2 separate regions of the Mus musculus genome follow, and region 1 is linked to region 2. Evidence: chromatin contacts called from public promoter capture Hi-C data. All regions are on one chromosome and are shown on one strand. The core of a region is the stretch at or near the end of the contact, and the rest is flanking DNA. Distances in the headings are between cores, read along the strand shown. Region 1 holds the start of Letm2 (leucine zipper-EF-hand containing transmembrane protein 2). Region 2 holds the start of Vdac3 (voltage-dependent anion channel 3).

Evidence for each region. Promoter capture Hi-C pulls out the DNA fragments that hold promoters and counts their contacts.
Region 1: a contact with region 2 is called in a promoter capture Hi-C map of pre-B cells, with 8 times the contacts expected there. The contact joins the promoter of Letm2 here to the promoter of Vdac3 in region 2. A contact is called at or near these places in 2 of 39 promoter capture datasets (liver and pre-B cells) and 1 of 9 other capture datasets (liver).

The regions. Positions count from the first base shown.
Region 1 is chr8:25,596,036-25,600,565 of GRCm38.p6, forward strand. Letm2 (leucine zipper-EF-hand containing transmembrane protein 2) reads right to left here and starts at 1,461. Exons shown (of 11, transcript NM_001364069.1): 1 at 1,240-1,461; 2 at 327-410. The coding sequence starts at 373. D830025C05Rik (a long non-coding RNA gene) reads left to right here and starts at 448. Exons shown (of 1, transcript XR_003947362.1): 1 at 448-3,172.
Region 2 is chr8:22,590,572-22,595,343 of GRCm38.p6, forward strand. Vdac3 (voltage-dependent anion channel 3) reads right to left here and starts at 3,242. Exons shown (of 9, transcript NM_011696.2): 1 at 3,113-3,242.

The sequences.
Region 1 (4,530 bases), core at 211-2,710, 3.0 Mb after region 2:
TATTTCCAAAATTACTCAGCTTACATTCTAAAGCAGTTCAAATTAAAATATGTTCTTCCTTGAAATGTATTGAAAACTCAGCAAGGTTTTCTGTACTAAGCCAATCTTTTTGTTTTGTTGGTTACTTCCTTTATTTATTTATGTATATTTTTGAGACGGTCTTGATATGTAGCCCAGGCTGGCCTTGAACTCAGAGACCAGCCTGCCTCTGTCTCCTGAGTGCTGGGACTAAACGCATTTGTCACCACGTCTTTTACAACACATGTTTTTCATATAGATGCATGAGTTTATATACATTTTTTTTTGTGGGAAACTCCAAGCCTTACCTTGTCCAGAAAATAGCTAAGAATGAATTATAACTGTAGAAGGCCATGTTTATTTTTTTTGTTTCAACTAACCAACACAGAGACCTAGGCAAAAGAAGCAAACAATTTAGTATTTTAAAAAGGAATCAATTAAACATGAGAATTTAGGTGGTTTTTTTTTTTTTTTAAGAAAAACTAAGGCAAAGAGAGAGATTTGCATATTCAAGGTGTAAAATTTCCTTCAAGTTCATTTACAAAAGCCTCAGTATTTTCTTAGCTCTGGATTTGAAAATGGTACTTTTTCGATCCAAACACACAGAAATGGGTTCTAAGAAGATGATCCTGAAGACGATGTGGCCTCCAAAGGCTTTTTTTTTTTTAATTTTTTAAATTTCTGGTCAATAGTGTCTAATAATCTGCTGCGACGGTTAAAAGGAGAAAGACATCTTTATCTGTAACCAGAAAATACAAGTAGAAAGTAAGCACCCTGGATTCATTTACCACCAACCCAAAAGTCTAAAAGTTCTCACTAATTTCATGTGGGAACAGCGAAGACATAATGGTATCTACTAAAGGCTCAAGCGCAGATGCAGAATCTCCAGAGTCCGAACTAAGCTCTGTACCTTTAACTAAAACCGTTCTCCACCCCGAGCCGCTTCTCAGCTACTGGCATAACACTGCGATCTCGCAATCGTGCCGGAAGGAGGTTCCCCAGGCCCTCAACCCCACCCTATGGAAACCTCAGCTAAAAAGTAAACATCGCGAACCGGGCACAGCACCTCGGAAACCAGCCCCACCGCGGACAGCGCTCCTCCGGAGGGAGGCCGGGCCTGTTGCGGAGGCTCCCCAGCCCTTGGCCCCGGGGCTACGGGCCACTCCCAGGCAGTCTGCCCGGCGTTTCGGGGGAACCCCACGCCCAGCGCTGCGGGGTTACCTCTGCACCCCGCGCTCGCCGCACCGGTGCAAAAGGCGCCCTCGGCTCTCGGCCGGTAGTCTCCGCGGAAAGTGGGGAGGACTGCGGTGGGTCTGGGGATTGTTGGAGTGGGGTCAGGTACACCGTAGGGGAGAATGTCCAAAGTTTAGGGGAGAGATCGGGGTTGACGGGAGACGCCGAGGGAGCCCTTGTCCGCTGCGAGGTGACTAAGGCCCCAACCCTACCTTCCCAATTCCTCCCCGCCCCCACGCTAAAGGGGCCGGAAGCCCAGTCTCCATGGTTCCACCTCCTGCGCCTCGCCCTGTGACGTCACTCCGAGTGACGCCACTACCATCCAATGAGCTCTCAAATCCTGGGACTGGCTCGCGTCCTTCACGGCAGCCGCGCGGAAGGCAACAAGGTCCCCCGCACGAGCCCGCGAAGTCACTTCTGGGTCGGAGTTAGTTGAGGCAGCGTCTGTACTACAGGACCAAAGCTGCGTCCCCCCCCCCCCCCTGCCTGCCCACATTCTGTAGTCTAGCCAACTCCTCGAGAACTCCTTGAATGGAGGCCCTACCAGAGTAAGGTCTGATAGTAGCCTTTGTAACCCAAATTGGAGTCACTGATGACATCACTTTGATGATTCCGTTCCTCACCCTTTAGTCTCCGAAACTGCCTAGAGGTCTTGGGTTGGCGAAGGAGGTTGTGAGGTCCTGGTGGCAGAGGGGCAGCACTGAGAAAAAAAAAAAAAAAAAAAAAAAAAACCTTTCTTCTGCGGGGTCGAAGGCTGGAATGCTTCTGAAATCTTCATACGGAATTTGATTTTTCTCTTTAAAAAATGGTTTCATGTTGTCGCTTATCATTAGTTGTGTAGAAATCTCAACATTCAAAAATATATTCTAGAGTACTTGTTAAATAAGATAGGCATTGTGGGTTTGAGGACGTTTACGTTCCTAGGGCGGGCAACTAGCCATCTTGGGAAAGTTAAAGTTCTGAAAGCATTCTTGTTCCTATTTATCTGTTTTTTTTTTTTTCAATTTCTTTTTATTTTGCGGGGTTCTTATGTAACACGGGCTGGGCTGGAACTCAATAGGTAGTAGCAGAAAGTGGTCTTGAACCCTTGAACCACCTGCCTGCCTCCCCAGTGCTTAGTTACAAGTGTGTACCACTGCAGCCATCTTTGACTCTATATTTTAGTTTGCTTGCTTATTTATTTATTTAGAGACAGGGTTTCACGATGTAGGCCTGGCTGGCCCAGAACTCGTTATGTAGACCAGGCTTGCCTTGAACTCACAGAGATTCATTTGCCTGGTCCTCTAAATTGCTCAGATTTAAATGTGTGCACCACCATGCCTGGCTCGAGCTTTCTTCAACTTTTCTGAGAACTCTGATGATAAAATTATGAGCTGTACAAAATAGAATAAGTTTTGAGGGCTGGGCATGGTAGTGCATGCCTTTTATGCCAGTACTTAATAGACAAGACTGGCAGATCTGTGTGAGCTCAAGGTCACTCTGGTCTACAAAGTGAGTTCCAAGACAGCCAGGGCTACACAGTGGGATCCTGTTTCAAAAGAACTAAAAAAGAAAAGAAAAAAAGAAATGGAGGCCGTTTTTAATCCTAAAAAAAAAAAAAAAAAAAAAAGTATATTTCAACTAACCGAATGGACTACTTAAAATAAGCAAAACTTTTCAGTTTGGCCACTAGGGGTCCCTTTGTGCATGTCAGGCAATTTTCCACTAGGGGTTCTGTTTCACAGTCTGATCATAAAGAATTGAAATTTACAAAACTTAACTCCTCCTTCCCCGCCTTGAGACAGGGTCTCACCATGTAGCCCTGGCTGGCCTGGAACTCACTGTGTAGACCAGGCTAGTCTCGAACTCACTGAGATCCTCCTGGCTCCTGATTAAAGAGCTTATTATGTCCCATAATAAAGAGATTATGTCCCATGCTAAAGCTTCCCTCTCCTTGTTTTCTCGCTCTGATAATTCCAAGCTCTACAGTAATTATTTTAATATTTGTCAAATGCAAAAACATTCTTATCATTTTACAATGAAATATCTTATGGAAAAATTCTTATCCATGAATTATATTCACTTACAAGCAGGTACAGTAAAATGTATTATTTAAAAGCCAGATGAACTATCCCATACCCAGTATTTGAAACATAAAGAAGATTTTTTAATCTGGTCACAAGTTAACAATCCAGTTCTTTTAAGAAGGGTTGGGGGGATAAGAACCCTGATGAGACCCATTTGTTCAAAGCAATGAATACTTTCTCCAGGTTTGTATACTTTATCAGGTTTGACAATTTGGTGTTTAGGATAAATTGAATATATTTTTACCACCATAACCTGGAGAAACCTCTTCTGCTTCTGTCTTGATAAGCTGTTTGCTCGTTTGCTATTGAAAAGAGTAAGCATGGTTTGAACCTCAGAATAGGTTAGATGATGGAAACATAAAGTATTATGTGTGGGTAAATTGGGGAAGGAGGATTTCTGGGTCTAACAAGACTTAACAGATGAACAGTAAAGTGGTCTAAGGAGGTAGCTCATCTGAAAAGGTGCTTGCAGTGCCACTGATGATGGGAGTTCAAGCCCTGTAATACGGTGCAAGTCTGGAGCTAGCTCCCACAAGCACTCCTCTCATATTTGCACACACACAAAATAACACAAAAATCAACACTATTGTTCCTGTGCATGGTGGCACACACTTTAATTATAGCACTTGGCAGGCAGAGGCAGAAATTATATTAGGTTGAGGCCAACCTGGTCTTCACAGGAAGTTGAACAGCCAGGGACCCTGTCTCAAAAAAAAAAAAAAAAAAAAAAAAGACTTTTCAGGGCAATTGTGGTGCATGCCTTTGATCCAAGCACTAGGGAGGCAGGTGGATCTCTGAGTTCAAAGCCAGCCTGGTCTACAAAGGGAATTACTCCAGGACATCCAGGACTGTTACACAGAGAAATTCTGTCTCCAAAAACCAAAATAGAGACCAAACCAAAATAATAATAATAATGATAATATCATCAATGGAATTATTTTCATGATCACTTTTAGTATGAGTGCCCATTAAAATCAGTGAACTGCAGAGATTTTTCTAAAATTCTGAGGAGGTGGGCTGGAGAGATGGATCAATGGTTAAGAGCACTTGTTCTTGCTGAGTGCAAGGGTTTGATTCCTAGCACCCAAGAGGTTGCTCACAACCATCCATAACACCAGTTCCAGTAGATCTGACACCTTTTTTTGACCTTTTCGGGGACATGGCATGCACAAGGCACACAGATATATATGTGAGCAAAACACTGATAAACATA
Region 2 (4,772 bases), core at 1,992-4,491:
GGAGGCAGAGAAGGGCAGCGTGAGGCCAGCCTTGTCTACATAGAGAGTTCCAGACCAATCAGAACAACTTAGCCAGACCCTGTCTCAAAATTTAAAATAAAATAAAAGGCTTCAAGAGACTGAACCAGGTGTCTCAACAGACTACAGTAGAAGGATATCAAATCCATGATCAGTCTGGGTTCCAAGATCCTATCTCAAAACACAAATGAAGAAACAAACAACCTACGAAAGCTGAAGTGGTGGCTGAGCAATTAAGAGCACGTGTCAGGCAGCCCATAACCACCTGTAACTCCAACTCTAGGGGATTTGACACACTCAGCAAGGATCTGCACACAGCTGACATACATACAAACACACAATATAATAAATAAAGATTTTTAAAACCTACTAAATGAAATATACTATTCAAGAATAATCTTTCTTTTCTTCCCATGTTTTCTTTTCTTTTCTTCCCATGTTATACTTTTACTACTAGCCAGAAATGGAATAGAATCTATCTGCAATAACCTGCTTACCAAAAATAGGTGTGAACTTTGAAATTAAAACCTTTGAAAACCAAGGTGCTTTCTATCTTTCCTACTCATTATTTACCCAATTTCTGTAGAAAGCCAGTATGCTGAATTCTCGGTGAACACAGATCCCTGCAGCAATTTCTATTGTCTTCCTGTTAAAGACTCAAAAGCCAAGTCTAAGCAATCACTCAACTACCTCAAATAATTCCATTAGTGGGATTTTATGACACCAGAAAATTCCAAAGTACCAGTCAGCTTCCAGGCACTCCCACCTGGGGGCCACATGCAGCCAAGGATACCTATGAATGTGACTCTATCTACAAAAAAGTAAACAGGAGATTTGAGGCTAGTGAGGTGGAATTAAGGCACTAACTGCCAAGACTCAGGACCTGAGTTCTGTCCCTCAGACACACTGGGTGGAAGGAGAGAACCAACTCCCACAAGTTGTCCTCTGACACAGCCAGTGGCATGCAGGCATCTAAACACATCAAACTAACTCTCTAATTTGGGGCTAAGATAGCTCAACGAGGTACAAATCACCAAACCTAACAACCTGATTCTGATGCCAGAACACATGGTTGGTTGAACCAACTCCCCTAAGTCATCCTCTGACCGGCACACAGGGGCAGAAGAAGCAAAAGCGTGCACAAGCGCAAGTGTGCAACACACATGAAATATATACATGAATAAAGACAAACAAAACACAGGGTGGATATGGGGAAACGTGACTTCAACCCCAGCACTCAGAGGCAGAGGCAGACACAATTTGTACATCTGAAGCAAGCTAGAGGTGCTACATAATGAGACTCTGAATAAAAATAAAAATTAAAAAAAAAAGCCTGACTGCGTGACCTTAATAGATGACAAAGTTGTTGACCATGAACTTTGTAGATGAAGTTGTGTCAGATCAACAGGTTGAACACATCTTCCAGTTACGATCACTATGCCTGAACTATGGACACTTTGCAAATCATTTAAATAACTACCCTGTATATTTATACTCAGTCAGTCCAACTCTTAATCCAATTCCTGCTAGGCTTTTGCCTATAAATAAACAGGGCCTTGGTTTATAGCCCAGGCTCACCTCAAACTTACTGTGTAGCAAGGTTGACCTCTCTCAACATATGATAGTCCTTAGCTTCCGGGGAGCTAGGATTATAGCTGTGTGCCACCATATTCAGCAAGACTTATGTCCTAACTGGAAAGTCATTGAAAATTTGTACCTGTCACATGCACACACTATGATATAAAGTTAAGAGGAAAGAGCATACAAAAAAAACATATATAAAGTCGGGGCAAAGGAGATGGCTCAATTGGCAAAGTGTCTGTCACACAAGCATGAGGAACTGCATATGAGGACCCACACAGCACTGGGGTAGGGAAAGTGCGGAGACAGGAAGACTTCTCAGTTCAGTGAGGAGACCTATACCCAACATCAACCACTGGACTCCACATGCATACGGATGTGCACACAAACGTGTACATACACCACATAAACAAGTTCACACACACACCCAAAATTTATAGAGAAATGGGGATGGCGTATGGGTAAAGCACTTATCTTACATAGAAGAGGATCTATAATTGATGCCACGGGTTTTATCCAAGGCATCAATCAAAAGGAAAAGTTAAGGAGTCAAGGCAAATGAGTGGTATTGATGTTCTACATCAATCTATAATAAAATTCTGCTCTATGTTACAGAGTTTGGAGTCCACTAGCAGGGTAATTTTACAGTCCCGGTAGTAATGTAAATCTTTTGCCATCATTCTAGGAGGGAGGAAACACAGGTCTTACGTATTCAGACAGAAACGTTTATACAGTTTTAGGTTTTCATACTGATCAGGGAGAAAATAAACCAAGGTGGTCGAAATGTCTAAGTGCTATTTACAAGCTGCGTTTAGCGTTTTTGATCCACTGTTTCTCAAAAATCATCACTTTGCAAAAGTCAAGTGGATAACTGAAGTCGTTCATGCCCAAACTGTCCCTTACTCGGACCCATGATTCTAATGGGAAATGCACTGCTGGTATGATCAAGCAAAAAAATCGAGAAAACCCGGACTCCATGTTACTCGAGAGTCAAGCTACAACCTCACAATCATCTTAGCGCTACAAGACAGCTATGCACCATGCCCTGAGGCTGCATTAGAGCCTGAGAGGACGACAAAAGGCACTAACTAGAGGAGACAGCTTCTCTTTTGTTCCTTGTTTCTGCTTTTTAAGATGCATGAAGAGCATCCACCCTTCGGCCGTCGGGAGTGCAAGACACGCCTGACAAGTGCTGGACACACCAGACAGCGGGGTGAGGACAGGGTCGGGTGTAGGTTTGGGGTTCCGGGACTCGTCCTCTCTAGAAACCGCCCGCCTTCCAGCCTGGCCCCGGGCAGACCGCCAGTGCGCACGCCGGGTGCGGCGGAAGGTCGCGGCCGGCCCAGGGCGGCGACTCCCGCCCTCAGGCGACCAACAGGGTCCGGGCAGCGGAGTCTCCCCTGCCTCGCCTCGCCCTAGGTCGGCGCCCCTCAGCTCCTCCTCCGTGGCCTCGGCCGGCTCCTCAGGCCCGCCGGCCATCCGCCCACCCGGCCCGCGGCAGCGGTCGCCTCACCTACAACCCGAGGGTGGGCCCGTCCCGCTCCACCAAGGCAACGCTGAAGGTCTTCTCGAACCAACGCCGTCTGCGCCTGCGCGACCTCGCTCCCCCGCCGCGCCTGTGCGCCTGCGCGCCCGTCGTCCCCCAGCGCGAGTGCGCGCGGCGCGGCGCCGCGCCTCAGACCAGACGTGCAAGGGGCCCCGCGGCGGGCGCCTAGGCCAACTGTCCGGCTGCGCGTGCGCGGGCGAGTGCGCGGGCGCAGTGGGGGCCCTGCTGGCGGGTGACCGGCGCGGGGTGGTGTGGAAATGGCCGAAAGGCCTTTGAGGACCTTTGCTGGGCCGGGAGGCGCGGCTCTCGCGAGAATGTGCCAAAGCCGTAGCTACTGTCCCCTGAAGGGGCGCGGGCGGGCAGGGCGCCAGCAGAGACCCAGGGCGGGCTCTGCGGACGCGAGCTGCCAGCCAGAGTGTCGCTCCCAGACCCTGCCACCCTCTCTATGGTGGATGACTTGCAGGTCTTTATGGGAACTTCGTCCCAGGTCAACTGTAATTTTAAAATGTGAGTCTTCTCAGTTGGAACGATGAGAGAAAACCCAGGCCCTAGAGGTTAGGCGACTGCGGGCTTCTAGAGCATGCAAGTTAATTCAAGAGAGAGAGAGGATGGAGAGAGAGCTCTTCTTAGAAGAGAAATCAATGTCGCAGGAATTGTGCAAGGAACACACCACTGCTTTAGAGCCACCTTAGTGACAACCGATTCCCCAGCAAACGGTTAAGGAGATCCCGATGGTTCCCAGGACTCACTCACTCCGCGGATTATTTACTGAAGAGGAAAGGACCTTCACAGCCAGAAAATCGCCTTCACCAAGTGACTAAAGCTAACTTCAGGTGCCCTGTCATTCACAGAAAGGGACACAAGTCGATATTCTTATATTCTTGGTTGTGAACCTAGCCTTTAACGGCTGAGCCATCTCTCCAGCCCACGAGTCAGTATTCTTAACAAAGCATGTAATTTGTCTATGGGCGAGAAAGCAAATCCAAATTAAGGGACGTTCTGCGAAGCAACTGCTCAATCTTCAATGTCATGAAAGATGAAGAAAAGGGTTTAAGAACAAAAAGATGTAATGCTAAAGTGTTTTTGTGAGTCTCAGTTGGACTGTGGATAAAACAAAAGGGCTATTGAACACAACCAAGCAACTGAGGAGATTTGAGTAAACTACACTAGTACACTAGTACTAGAGCAACGTAGAATCTGAGGGTACTGTGCCTTGGTTATGTACAAATGGCCTTTTTGGAAATATTTGTTGATGTTTCTACCGCTAACTCTTTTTATTGAAAATAATTTTTCATACACTATATCCCGGTCATGTTTCCCCACCCCCAGCTCCTCCCAGATTCCCCCAACCACCTGACTCCATGCCTTCTTTATTTCTCTCTTTAGAATACAAATAGTCAAACAAACCAGAACTTAAAAAAAGAAAAATAATAAAGAGGAAGTACGAGGAGAGTAGACACATAAACACAGAGTCCATAACATACACACAAAACACAAGTAAAACAAAACAAAAGGCCCAAAGTCAGAATCATTGAGTTCATTTTGTGTTGTCCCTCTATGGCTGGGCATGGAGACTCCATTGAAGAAAACCATTTTGTTTTCTTTGCAAGTGGATGCCAATTAGAGA